Linked DNA regions of Zea mays: region 1 is linked to region 2. A link is a contact called in public Hi-C data. All regions are on one chromosome and are shown on one strand. The core of a region is the stretch at or near the end of the contact, and the rest is flanking DNA. Distances in the headings are between cores, read along the strand shown. Region 1 has its middle 39 kb from the start of LOC103642716. Region 2 holds the start of LOC100382401.

Evidence for each region. A called contact is a pair of places that touch in the nucleus more often than the background predicts.
Region 1: a Hi-C map of ear shows a contact between it and region 2, with 2.3 times the contacts expected there. The contact joins the enhancer-like site here to the promoter of LOC100382401 in region 2. A contact is called at or near these places in 10 of 25 Hi-C or Micro-C datasets (bundle sheath, ear, endosperm and 3 more).

The regions. Positions count from the first base shown.
Region 1 is chr10:113,754,547-113,761,127 of Zm-B73-REFERENCE-NAM-5.0, forward strand. No RefSeq gene overlaps it. Among protein-coding and RNA genes, the nearest start is that of LOC103642716, 39 kb to the left of the region's middle. Within about 2 kb of position 1,840, at least 19 of the 20 cell types and tissues checked have an H3K27ac peak or open chromatin away from gene starts, as enhancers often do. A contact at or near this core is called in bundle sheath, ear, endosperm and 3 more, where this site is marked.
Region 2 is chr10:113,688,005-113,695,503 of Zm-B73-REFERENCE-NAM-5.0, forward strand. It overlaps LOC100382401, which reads left to right and starts at 2,206. Exons shown (of 2, transcript NM_001175146.1): 1 at 2,206-2,714; 2 at 3,328-4,401. The coding sequence starts at 2,298. The coding sequence ends at 4,230. LOC103641593 (Putative homeodomain-like transcription factor superfamily protein) reads right to left here. Exons shown (of 3, transcript XM_008664933.3): 3 at 4,624-5,091. The coding sequence ends at 4,802.

The DNA.
Region 1 (6,581 bases), core at 590-3,089, 66 kb after region 2:
TTCGACAATATAGGCGCCCAACAGTAGCCCCTTGTGTGATGAGTTTGTTATTTCATAACGAGCTTAGATCGCAATAATTTGTAATTGGGAGGCCTTGCACCGAAGGTCCGAAAAACACCTTCCTGAAGCTCGTTATTAAATCAGTTAACACGCAGTGGGGCCCAATGGTCATTGAGTGAGACAGATAAGATGAGATGACCACACGTATAAAAGGGGGTGGTGCCCAACGTTATAGGGTACGACTTTTGTTGCTTGTGCTTACTGCTGCTAGTGCTCGCTCTGCCTTCGAAGCTAATATCTAACATTGTCTGTTTACTCCCGATTTAGCCTTAGCTAGTTTCAGAGATTACTTGCTTTTTCACATTTTGACACCTCTAAAGGATGCACCAGAGGCAAGGCTGAAGATTCTGTTCCGGTAATGGGAGCCATTGCTCCCCAAGCCGATGCTGGCTCGCTGAACCAATCCGAAGATAGCTTGGAAATGGATTTTGAAGAGGATAACATGATCATTCGTCACACAAAGCCCAGCCATATGGACTTCGGGAAATCCAAAATCAAAGAAGGGCACATCGAGGTACTTAACTGCTTCGGCTATATTGACTGGGTGCGGTTAGGGGGTGATGAGTTAGTACCAATTCCGAGGGAGGATGAAGTTGTTGTGTTTCGATGTTTCTTGAAGGTAGTCTTTGGTTTCCCTTGCATAAGATAGTAGTTGATGTGTTGAAGCGGTTTAATATCTATCTCCATGAACTTACCCCAAACGCTATAGTGTGTTTAGGAATTTTTATTGGGTTGTTCGAAAGCCAGGGAACAAGGCGGGGATCCTTGGCGAGGTACCGCACGCTCGCACGTGCTGAAGGATAGGAGGCGCGCTAGGGCGAGGAGGTGAGGGGGGCTCCGTGGCTTGTTGAGGAGAGGAAGCGCGACGGACTGTGGGGTGGCGCTAGGGTTTGCGAGGAGCGTGTTGGAGGGGGCCGAAGCCAGGGGCAGGAGGAGAGGAGGCAAGGGGGGCTGCGCGGCGTTGGTGAGGAAAGAAGGCGCGGCGAGCTGCAGGGTAGCGAGAAGCATGGCGGAGCGGGGCGAAGCCAGGGGCGGGAGGAGATGGCGGCAGCGGGGGGGGGGGGGGGGGGGTGGGGGAGGAAGGAGAGGTGTCGAGGATGTGTGGCCTCATACAAAGAAGAGTAAGGGCATGGGCGGCGTCAAATGTGAACTGATATGGAGACCGCTGATTGATTTTGTAGAAATATAAGGGTTTTTTTTAATGAACGACACACGACTATTGAGAGCGTTGTATTATAACAGTAGAGCACGACACGTGGCACGAGGACAAAACGAGGCGGTCGGCCGGGTTCCGTACACGCAAGGCAGCAGCCTAGTGGGTTGGGTTTGCGTTGCATTGCGTTGCGCTGCGTCGCGACCGGCAACTCCACGATGATGCGATGGATCCGGCCGCATGGAAGCTGTGGACGATTGGGAGCGGAAGGGGAGCCCTTTTTGTGTGTTGCTTTCACCAGATTTCGGTTTCCTCCCCATCGATCGAATCGGCAGCGGCTGGTCGCCTGTCCATATGCTGCAGGCTGCAGCAAGGGGCGCTCCCAGATTCTAACAGAGACAGGCGTGGTGGGTCGGTCGTGGGGCACTCATCCGGATACCCGTTCGTCTAGCACGACGCAGACAGCGTTCTCCTTTCGCAGCCTAGCTAGGTTTCCTTGGCGAGAAAAATCTTGTGTCCAGATTGTTTGCTGAAAGGGTAAAAGCTCAGTTATAAGAAGGGTTGGTAGTACACGTACTGCACAAGAGAGAGTCGATCAGACGCGCGCGACACGGCGAGGCACAGTTCATCAGCTCGCCGTGCTGAGGAGCTAGGCAACCCTAGCTACCACTTGACACGTCGTAGTCTCTTATCCGTGCCAGATCGTGCTAGCAGATAGCAAGATCGGTGGAAGGTACCAGTACACAAAAGCTGCTAATTAGTTTATCCTAAACATCGTCTGCTTCTGCTACCACTAGTACTACAAAAAATAAATAAAAGACAGACCAAGTACACAAAAGGTGCATGTAATAAAATGGTTATTAAGGCTCCTGCTCCTGAAAATGAGTGGTGGCCCAGTACAGATGGGAAAGGAAAGGAGCTCCGGTGTCGTCTGGGCTTTTCTTCCTGAGGCCTGTCTCGCTCTTAGGCCACTGTGCGGCCCAGCCCGAACACGAGGACGAAGCAGCCCATGGCATCAGAAAGGGCGCTGTGACCCGCCTTTCCTTCTCTTAACTTGGGAGGACTATTTCTTATCTTTTGCGTGAGTATTGTTATTGTAAGGGTATAGGTGTATATTTGTGTTGTGCCTAATAGGTCGGCTCAAAGCACATAATTTTTAGCACGGGCTAAATCTGGCACGGCTCAACTTAATTGTGGGTCTGGGCCGGCACGGCCCAATATGTGGCCCGTGCCTGGGCATCAAGTCAAGCCCACGGGGCGGTCTGGCACGACCCATTTAACTAAGGCCCATCGAGGCCCACTAAATATAGACTCGGTATTTAACTAAGGCCCGTCAAAACCCACGTTACTAGCACAACTTGGAGAATCTAGAGCTTCAATAGGCCTTCGAGAACCAATACTAGATGTGGATAGTGAATGATGATCATTGTATATGTATTCTGTATGGCTGTATGGTACTCAATTAAACACTGAACAGAGAACTGAATATTATTTCTGAGATAGTTGTAATATTTTTTCTTTCTGACCAAAGGTTTTTAATGTGCATCCATAAAACATCTTAGTTTTATTTTGGTCATATATATATTCTATACTTTTTGTTTATGTATTACTGTTGTATGTATATGGGCCGGTATGGCACATTAAGGTATTTTGGGCTATTTGGGCCGGCCTGACACATATAACTAATGTGGGTCGTATCGTGGGTCGATGACTGGGCACACGTGCTGGTACGGCACGGCCCATAATTAGATATGTGCTTTTGTGGGCCGTGCTTTTGTAGGCCTGTGCCGTGCCGGACCAGGCCGACCCACATGTATATGTATAGTCAAGGGACAAAAGAACTTTCCCCTACGTGGCTTCCCAAGATCAATTGCCCGTTGTAGCTATTATTATTGTTTTTACATGTGTTGACGCTTTTTCGGAACGCCAAATACTCAAGAAGAACCGGCGGCGGTGCTCTCTGGTCAGGCGCGGACGGTCCGCGGCCTAGCGCAGGGGCTAGGGTTTCCTGCCTGACGGCCGGACGGTCCGCGCCCTAGGGCCGGACGGTCCGCGTGTGCGCAAGGGCGGCGGAAGATCGCCGGCGGCGCCTGGATCTCGCTCCCGGGAGGGACCCCGTCGGGGAGGAGAGATCCTAGGAGTTGTCTAGGCTCGGGCAGGCCGACCTAGACTCCTCTAATCGACGTAGAGTCGAGGAGAGGCGGAGAATTTGGGGATCGAGAGGCTAAACCTAAACTAGACTAGAACTACTCCTAGGATAAAATGCGAAATAGAAGTTGTATTGATTCGATTGATGATGATTAATCGGCCGTAGACCTCTCTTCTTATAGAGGAGGGGGGCTGGACCCTTTACACGACTGGATTCCGAGCTAATTCTGCAAATCTAGCCAACAAACCTAGCACAAAACTCGGAACCCTAAACTGCTCTACGCATGCGCGGACCGTCCGGCCCACAGGCGCGGACTGTCCGGACCGCGGACCGTCCGGCCTCAGGGCCGGACCGTCCGCCCGCTCAAAACGGTGCTCAACATATGCCCCCTGCCTTTTGGTGGAGCTGAGCAAACCAAAAGCAACTAACTCGATGTGATTACATCGGTTCTCTTAGGCATCTTGCCACATACTAGGATGGTACTGTTTGAGGAAACGCCCATTCAAAGCCTTAGGCAAATCCTTGCCTTGTAATGTTTGTAGCAAATAGGTGTTGCCAGACATCACCTGTTTTACTTTATAAGGACCTTCCCAGCTTGGCGACCATTTCCCGAACTTCCGGTCTTTATTCCTTAGAGGCAGAATGGTCTTCCACACCAGGTCCCCTACCTGAAATGATTTTGTTATGACCTTCTTGTTGTAGGCCCTGGCTACCATGATCTTGTCCTTTTCTATTGCTCCTAAAGCTATCATCCTCTTGTCGGTCACCTCATCAATATTATCCATCATTGAATTATAATAATAAGTAGCAGTTAGATCATTTTGTCTGGCGAACCTGACAGCATTCAAACTTATTTCCACAGGCAACACTGCTTCCTGCCCATAGACAAGCTCAAAAGGAGATACTTTAGTAGCCCTATGTTTAGATATTCTATGAGCCCATAAAGCTTCAGACAAAATCTTATGCCAATGTTTAGGATTATCAGATATCTTCTTTTTTATCAAATTAATCAATGTCCTATTGCTAGACTCGGCCTGTCCATTGGCCTGAGCATAGTACGGAGATGAATTAAGCAGCTTAATTCTGTATAATTCAGCAAATTCACGTACCTCCTTTGACATAAAAGAAGTACCTTGATCTGTAGTCAAGGTCTGGAGAATGCTGAATCTATGAATAATATGCTCAGTTATGAACTCAATTACCTCCTTGTGCGTCATGTTCTTTAGAGCAACGACTTCAGTCCATTTGGTGAAATAGTCAGTGGCAACTAACACAAACCGATGCCCCATTGATGATGAAGGATGAATTTCCCCAATAAAGTCTAATCCCCATCCTCTGAACGGCCAAGGCTTGATGATAGGATGTAATTCGGCTGCAGGGACCAACTATAGGTCGCCGAATTTTTGACACACTTGGCAACCCTTGTAGTACTTGAAATAATCAGCTATCATACTAGGCCAATAAAAACCAGACCTTCGCAACAACCACTTCATCTTTGGAGCTGATTGATGAGTACCACAAATTCCTTCATGTACTTCGGCCATGGCTAATATAGCATCATCTGGGCCCAAGCACTTAAGCAGGATGTCATTGACTGTTCGGCGGTAAAGTTCATCACTCATCAAAACATACTTGAAAGCTGTTCGCCGAATGTTCTTATCTGTCCTGATATTGGGATTTCGTAAATAATTAAGGTGTCCTCCAATCACTTGCATCGGCTTCATTGTCAACCGAATCGATTAAGAGAACATTTCTGATAACCCCGGACGGTCCGGCGTCATCACGCGGACGGTCCGCGACCTGGGAATTTGGCTCTGCACTGGTTATCAGATTTTTAGTTTTGTGAAATTTCCCTCTCTTTATCCGATAACCTGATGCATCTTGTGCCAAATCGTTAGCTCTATGATTCTCAACTCTAGAGATATGCCGAATACTGAATTCGTCAAAAGAATGGATTATGCTCCAACATTTCTCAAGGTAACTATTTAGAGTACCATCAAAACATTGATATTCTTCTAACACCTGTTGGACGACTAGCTGAGAATCACCCAATGCTCTTACATGTTTTACTCCCATACCATTTAAAAGTTCTAAACCGAACAAAACTGCTTCATATTCGGCTTGATTGTTAGTGCAATAAGTTTTCAATCGGCTAGAGAAGTCAAAGGAGACATTACTTGGTGAAACAAGCACAATGCCAATTCCTTGCCCTTCATTGCAAATCGATCCATCAAAATATAAAGTCCAAGGAGTAATAGTGAGGTATGACATGTCTAGTTCATGAATATTATCAACCCGATGTTCTACAATGAAATCCGCTACGACTTGGCCTTTCATAGATTTTAATGGTTCATAGGTCAAGTCATATTCTATGAGTGCATAAGCCCACTTACCAATTCTACCACTCATAATTGGGTTATGCAACATGTATTTGATCACATCGGCTTGACCAGAAACAGTGCAATGACTAGACAGTAAATAACATCTACATTTGGTGCATGCATAAAACAAGCATAAGCATAACTTCTCAATAAAAGTGTACCTTGTTTCAGCATCCACCAACCTTCGGCTCAGATATGTCACCACATGCTCCTTCCCCTTAGTTTCTTGTGTCAGAACAGCCCCAATGACCTTATCTTCAGCTGCAATGTATAATCGGAATGGTACTCATGCTCGTGGTGCTTTTAATACGGGAGCCGAAGATAAGTATTTTTTGATGAGATCAAATGCTCTTTGCTGTTCTGCCCCCCAAGTGAATTCGGCATCATTCTTAATCCGAAGAATAGGGGTGAACGCATCAATCTTCCCGGCTAGGTTGGAAATAAACCTTCGTAAATAATTCACCTTGCCGAGAAACTTCTGTACCTCGACCTTACAGGTCGGAGGTCCCACATTCCGAATAGACTTGATTCGGTCAGGGTCTATCTCTATACCATGTTCATGTATGACGAATCCTAAAAACTTACCAGCCGACACTCCAAAAGCACATTTACGTGGGTTCATTTTCAAACCATACCGACGCATTTTATCAAAGGCTTTGCGCAAATCAGCTATATGAGAAGTAAACTCAGCCGATTTGACTACAATGTCATCAATATAAACTTCCACAGCGTTTCCTAGCAATTCATGGAAGATCAAATTCATAGCCCTCTGATAAGTAGCACCAGCATTTTTCAGACCAAATGTCCTGACAACCCACTCAAATAAACCAATGAAGCC
Region 2 (7,499 bases), core at 956-3,455:
CTTAATCAAACGGGTCACTTAGATGTTTCTTGCTTTGATTACAAGTCACTTTGGAACAAGAATGAGGAAGGGAGAAAGCGATCCAAGCAACAAGAGCACAAATGAACACGAACACACACTCTCTCAAGTCACTAGGTGGTTGGAATGAATTTGGGACTTGGAGAGGTTTTGATCTTTTGAATTGTGTCTAGGAGTGAATGCACTAGCTCTTGTATTGAATGAGAACTTTAAAAAACTTGGATGCCTTGAGTTGTGGTGGTTGGGGGGTATTTATAGCCCTCTATCACCAAATGGCCGTTGGGGAAGGCTGCTGGCGATGGGCGCACCAGATAGTCTGGTGCGCCACCGGACAGGCACTGTAGGCTGTCCGGTGCACCGCCACGGCCCACGTCACCCAACCGTTAGGGTTCGGGAGCAGTTGACCGTTGGCGCCATTGTCTTCTTATGGCACCGGATAGTCCGGTGTCACACTGGACAGGTCCTGTTCACTGTCCGGTGCGCCTCTAACTCTGCGGTTCTGACTCTGCGCACATTGTTCTTCACTGTTCATTGTTAGCGGCTTTTGCAGTCGACCATTACGCGAATTAGCCGTTGTTCCGCTGGCACACCGGACAGTCCGGTGAATTATAGCGGAGCGCGCCTGCTGAAACCCGAGAGTGGCTGGTTCAACCCTGTACGGGCCTGGTGCACCGGACACTGTCCGGTGCGCCAGACCAAAGCACACTTTGGTTTCTTTTTGCTCCTTTGAATTTGATCCATAACTTGAATATTTTATTGGTTTGTGTTGAACCTTTTTGCACCTCTAGAACATATATTCTAATGCAAACTAGTTAGTCCATATATTTGTGTTGGACATTCAACCGTCAAAATTAATTGTGGGAAAAGGTTAACCCTATTTCCCTTTCAGATGGTGCTAGAGTTCTATGGGATCCAGCTCTCATGGTTCTCCCCAACTACATTCTTATCATGGTGACTTTCGTTCACTTAGTTCAAGGGGGTCCGTGCAAGTCTGACCCTCTTTGGCTAGTTCTTCATCCTTCGACAGATCAAGCAAGGGATGATCTATGGTAGCTGCTCCTTCTAAAGGTGCACTAATGCCCCATACGTACATACCTTGGACCCAGCAGGCCGCTGGACTCATAGAAGACGACATGGTTCTACCTACAGAGCGATTTCTCTCATCTCCGACTTTCTCGCCTCCTTCTACGAGACTTAAGAGGCATGCAATACCTACAGAGCGATTGCTTAGTTCTCATTTGTTTATAGAATTATCATCAATACCAAGAAGGGAGAGATTCAAAGGTCCTTGTTTTTTTTTGTGAATGGGTGCTAACTTAGGTGGATTAATATGTTTTTATGTTGAGATACATAGGATTTAGTCCACATATACACTAGAGTGAGTAACTCTAGCCGTGTAGATAGCATATTGGAAGATAAATATAAAGATAAAGATGTACCTTTGTAACACATAAACCGGATGTTGACGTGTCGTGCCACATTAGAGCAACCCAATGAAAGTTAGAGGACTTAAGTGACACAACATGTAAAATTGGGGACCCCAGGCGACTTCGAGGTGGCATGCCACGTCAGCATCCGGTTTTGTAAAACCGACTTTAAATGGGTTTGCAATGGCTGACAAAGTTCGAGGACCTGTTTGTCCGGTTTTCTAAGGCCTTATTTGTTTAAGCTTTTTTCAGGTTCTAGCCACTAGAAGCTACTGCAGACTGTCAAACGTCTAGCTTTTCAGCTCATTTCTATGAATTTAGTCAAAACCGTCCGAAATCAACGTGAACATAGAATCGATCGAGTCACTGCGATAGTAGGAAACCGTTATATCCTAAACTCTATGAATCATTTATCTTTCTCCGCAAGTAATCTCCATAATACTTAGATTCTCTCTACAACCAAATTCTTAAAAAAAGCTTCTTAGAAAAAGGTGAACTAATAAATAGGCCCGAGGTTCAGAGGTCGTAAACCTCTAGTGTACTTTATTTCTTTCTTACACTTCTAGCTGCGAACGGGCCGGACTGCGTGCGCAGCTCAGATAGCCCAACCCACTCTTCTAGTACCCACTCCATAGTAAAGCCCACAACCGAAACCGATCACAGCTGACTCCCGAATCCGTGAAATCCCCATCGCCGTCTCCGTCTTCTCCTATTGCCCTCTCCTCGCCCGCACAGCCGCACTGTTTCCCAATCCCAAACCCTCCGACCCCACCTGGAACCCAACACGCGCACCCACAGAGGGAACCGAGCCTAGCCGAACCTTCGAGAAGTTTCCGGAAAGCCGTGTCGTCGATGGCGGCCGAGGGCGGCGGCGGCCAAGAGACGTTCGAGGCGCGGGTGAAGCGCCTGTTCGGGTCCCGCCTCTTCGACGCCGTCCCGGACTCCTCCTTCCCGACGGCCTCCTGGTCCGTGGCCGCGGGCGACGTCGAGCGCCAACGCTGGGCGAAGCCGTCAGAGGCCCGCGACGCGGAGGAAGAGGCAGCGGGTGAGGCCGGCCGCGGGGACACGCCCTGCGCCTCCTCGTTCTACGACTCCAACGGTTGCCTCCGCAGCCGGAGGCGCAGGTCCAGGCAGGAGGAGTTCGAGGGGGACCTGGACGACCTAGATGAAGACGAGGAGGAGGATGGGGAGAGAGGGAGGGCGACGGAGCAGGACGAGGACGAGGGGGTTAGGGTTAACATCGGCCTCGACCCCACTCTGGATCGGGAGGTGAGCAAAGTTGTCTTCGGTCATTGATTTGGTTTGTTTTGACCACTCCATAAGCTGTTCTTTCGATATCATAATTGATGCTTGGCAGTTTGCTGGAATTAAGCTGTGAAGATTAGGATCGAATCAATTATCGACCTTCATCCTATTCCTTGACCTAGGATTTGTTGCCTCCTGACTATGGTTCTGCATGATTTGGATAAAGGATAGGCAGAGACGATCAGAGCATTTTGTTGGACATTTTTTAGTGGTCTGTGCTATAGTTCCATGTTGTGGCATTTCTGTTTCATTTGTCTTCTTGGATGTGTTCTGGTGACTGCGAGTAGGACCAATGTATTACATTTAATGGTTCACTAGGCCCTCTATCTATGGCAGTTTTTTTATTTTCCTTTTGGTTAATGATTAATTTTTTATTGTGGTAGTTAATGATGATAGTAATTGACTAATGAAATATCGTCATTTGAATGTGATATATGCTTGACCTGGAAACACCTTAAGTAACTTATCTGGACTTGTCTTGAATGTTTCTTCATGGTCGGTCACTATGAGCCATCATATCTATCACTGTTGGTTTGCTTCTAGTGGACTGTTATCTTAGAAGAGTTGTTTATTGCAGGAAGAGGAGGACAAGTATGACAGAGAGGCCTTTGGTAGAGAGGAGGCTGCTGACCGCGTGTACATGCACGATATAATGGATGACGGTATAAACATGAGCATCAACAGTATAGTCCCTGACCTCCTTGATGATTCCATTGAAGGGGTGTACCGTTTTAAGAAGGATCCTCGGGCAGATATGAGGGCAGCATCTGCAAGACTCAGAGAAGACGATGGGTCTGCTAAAGATGGTGACTCTCACTATGCCACTGAAGCGAAGGACTTCCTGAATGTGGGAATTCAGACAAAGAAAGCTGTGGAGGAAGTAAATGTAAAACCTATACTGAAGAGGAAGGAGGAGCAAGCGGATTTGAAACCAAGGAAACGTGTCCGGTTTGATGCTAATGTTAAGGATCGCGAGTCGGATATGTTTGAACGTGATGAAGATTCTCCAATGGTTCCTCAATCCATGGAAGTAGTCACAGGGAAGGAGAGCACGCCTACTTTGTCTGTGTCTCCTGGTGTCCCTGACTATGTAAGGAACCCTTCAAAGTACACCCGTTACACCCTGGATGTACCAGAGTCTAATGATGACTCGAACAGGACGGCTCTTGCTGACCTGCATGATCTGTTAGGGAGATCAGACCAAAACAGGATACATTCTGAGACTGCTGTTGAGATTCCTAGCTCAGTCACATTCATCCCTCGCAAAAAGTCAGTGGATGCCATGGCAGTGGATGACGGTCCCAGAGCTATTGATTCCAACTCATCTGTAATTGGATTGGTAGCAGGTGCCTCTGATGAACCTGATCAATGCGAGATGGATGAAGATGACAGTAATTTATCGTCAACGCCACAGATGCATACAAACTCGAAGGCAAACTCTCGGCGTTACAGGTCAAGTAGAACTGATGATGATGAGTAAAATTGAGGGCCCCAGGGTACCTAGTCTGATGTTTGTTTAAGAAGTTTTTAAGTTTCGGAATACTTATGTAAATCAGGATATATGTGTGCTCTTGTGCTTTGATCTTGTGATCTGAGCTAACCAACTATGTTTAAGTACGTTTCCCCCATATGCTTTGTTCTATAATTTCTTATATTGGGATTTGAGCGCCACATAGTATGTCAATATTAGAAATTTTCAGAAACTTCACTGGTAAGTCGTCTAAGCTGGTTTCAGTCTAATTGTGTCAGACGATATGAACTTTTTTCTTTACAGTTTATTCTTCTTGCAGAAAGCAATTTAGAGGAAACCTAACTGACCCTATATTTTTTCTATCATCAGATATGCACTTCCTTTCCTATGTAGAAACGAGTGTCAGCAGAATAAACAGTTTTGGGGACATAGGGGCATACAAATACAATATCCCATGGGTTACAAAATAGGGCATCCCATTTCAGGTTTGTGACCAAATTTCAGAACCAAAATCCACAATATCAATCTGTACATTCTTGCAGCGTTTATCTACTGTGCTCAAGACACGTAGTGGCGGCGGCTACAGCTCATCAGCAATTCTGTAGAGGGCATCAGCCACCTTGCCAAGCACACCAAGCAGGCTGCTCACTTGGTCCTTCCTCTGCTCCCTGTTCAACCGGCTGTTGACGTTCTGCGCCTCTAGCTGCGCCGCCACCATCTGACTGCTCCGGTCTAGGATCTCAACCAGCTGCCCCTGCAGGTTGGTCGTGGCTTCTCCAGAGGCATTGTCGTCGCTGCGCTGCCTCTTCTGCCCACACTGCGTTGGTGAGTCCTCGGTGATCTGCTCCGACTGCTTTTCGTTTGACGCGCCTGCTGTTTGGAAACATGGATGGTTGTTAAGTATGAAATATGAACTTCTGGAGCTTTGTCATGTGAATTTTACTGCTGTTATTTTGTTCTGGTTGCATGTGAGATTGTCTGACGATATAATATATACCCGAACCGTTTGATTCAAGTAAAAAAAAATTGCGGGTAAGACAGTATCAGGTATTGTATTAAGAAAAAAAACTTCTCACACACAAGTCAATAAAACCATCGAACCTTTGCTCCACCCATATTTTTTAACCACAGTCTAAAATTTGTTCCTGGGGAGTCAAACCTAAGACCTAAAGAATGCTACTTAGACTACCTAACCAACTCGGCTAGAGGCTCTTTTGCCATTTAATTCAATTAGAAATTGTATTAGTTGATTATTTTTCTGCGTGTTACAATAAAGAAGGTAATAGTTATTTGAACAGAAAGACTAAATAGGAAGGAATAGTCCTTACATCATCTCCAACAGATCTATACATATTTCTATGTCTTAAAACTAGCATTTTATTAGAAGGTGCTTCAGATCTGTTATATTTCTTATTGTACATATAACTTTTAAGAGAGATCCTAAAACCAGCCCTCCTTCGCGTCGAGCACAACCCTTGTCACCAACCCCGCACATGTCGCCCTAGATACTCGGGCAACAATGGAAGCGGCACACCAGCTACATAGGGGTGGCAGTGGCAACATTTGCTGTCGCCACGACAAGCGTGGCGGCCAAGCGTGGCGGCCAAAGCGCCTCCTAAGGCAACTAACCCAACATTTACAAGCCCTGGAGACTAGGACCATCCAGATGTGGCCCGGTCCAAGGGGGGCACAACATGCTCTTCCACCGACCCCTGGTGAGCCCAACTCGTCCTCCCCAACAGGTTTTCATGGCTGCCCCACGCAGGCCTTCGTGTATAGCCCAATGAATGCCTAACCCTCCTTCGAGCCACCTCTATAGGCCTGGTCCCTGCCTAGGCCACCTCCACTCGCTTCCTTGCCACTGTCGACCACCACATAGCTGGTGGGCCTCCGCAGACCGATATAGACACACTTGGCCATGCAACCAGTAGGCTCTAGCTAGGGCATTCAACAGCATAACACTACAACCACCCCCTCCGTGCGGCGAATGGTACATGGACTCTAGGGCTAACTCTCACATGGCCTCACACCCTATTATTCTCTCCCACTTCCACCATGTTCGTCATCTTCTCCCTTTGACACCATTGTTGGCGATGGTCCCACTTTCCATCATCGCCATTGAGTCATCTGTTGGACCTTTTTTTGCTTAGACATGGTTCTTGTTGCCCCATAAATCATCAACACCGTGTCTCTATCTGTAGTTTACCATGGATAATATATGTTTCGTCGAATTAGACCCCTTTGGTGTTACTTTAAAGAACCTTAGGACTCAGAACATGATCGTTAGGTGCAATAGCTTTGGCGCTATCTACTCGCTCTGCTTCTTGGAGTCACCAACCGCCACCTTTGCCACTGGCATCTCCTCCCAACTTTGGCACCACCGCCTCGACCACATCGGCCATGAGGCCCTCACACGCCTTTCTAGTAGCTCTCTTATTTCCTATAATAATGGTGCTTCGCTCATCGACATTTGTCATGCTTGCCAACTTGGTCGTCATGTCTGGCTTCCCTTTTCTACATCACAACCTCATGCCTCACTTCTGACATTTCTTTGACCTTGTACACTGATTTGTGGACCTCACAAGTGTGTCGGGCTTTAAGACCTTACTATACTTGATGATTGCACCCACAACCTTTGGACGTTTCCTCTTCGTCTGAAATCCGACATGTTCTCCACTATACCTCACTCTTTCTCCTATGTTGCCACCTAGTTTGGCACCACCATCAAAAGTGTTCAATGTGATAATGGTCGTGAATTCTACAACTCATTCTCTCATGCTTTCTTCCTCCGTCATGGGGTACTCCTCCGCATGTCTTGTCCCTACACATCTTAGCAAAATGGCAAGGTTGATCGTATTCTCCGCACCACAAATAACATCATGTGCTCCCTTTTGTTCCAAGCTCACCTGCCCTCTCCTTACTAGGCTAAGGATCTCCATACCGCCACCTACCTTCTTAACTGGCATCCCAGTCGTCTAATCATAAAGGCTATCGATGTCTCTACCCCTCTACCAATCACGTAATTATTTCCTACCATGTTGTCTTCGATGAGCACCTTTCCCGTTTGTCAAGGCCACCACCTTGGCAACTTCCTCTAACTTTGATTTTTTGGATGAGTTCCCATAGTAGGATTCGATGCTTCCTGTCAAGCGAGTGCCTGGACCCCCTACAATGCCCTACAACCACTACAATAGGAGGTGGTGGTGCCCTACTGGTCTCTAGGCATCCCACGATTGATGTTGTTATTTCACCACCCCCTAGACATGCTAGACCAACCC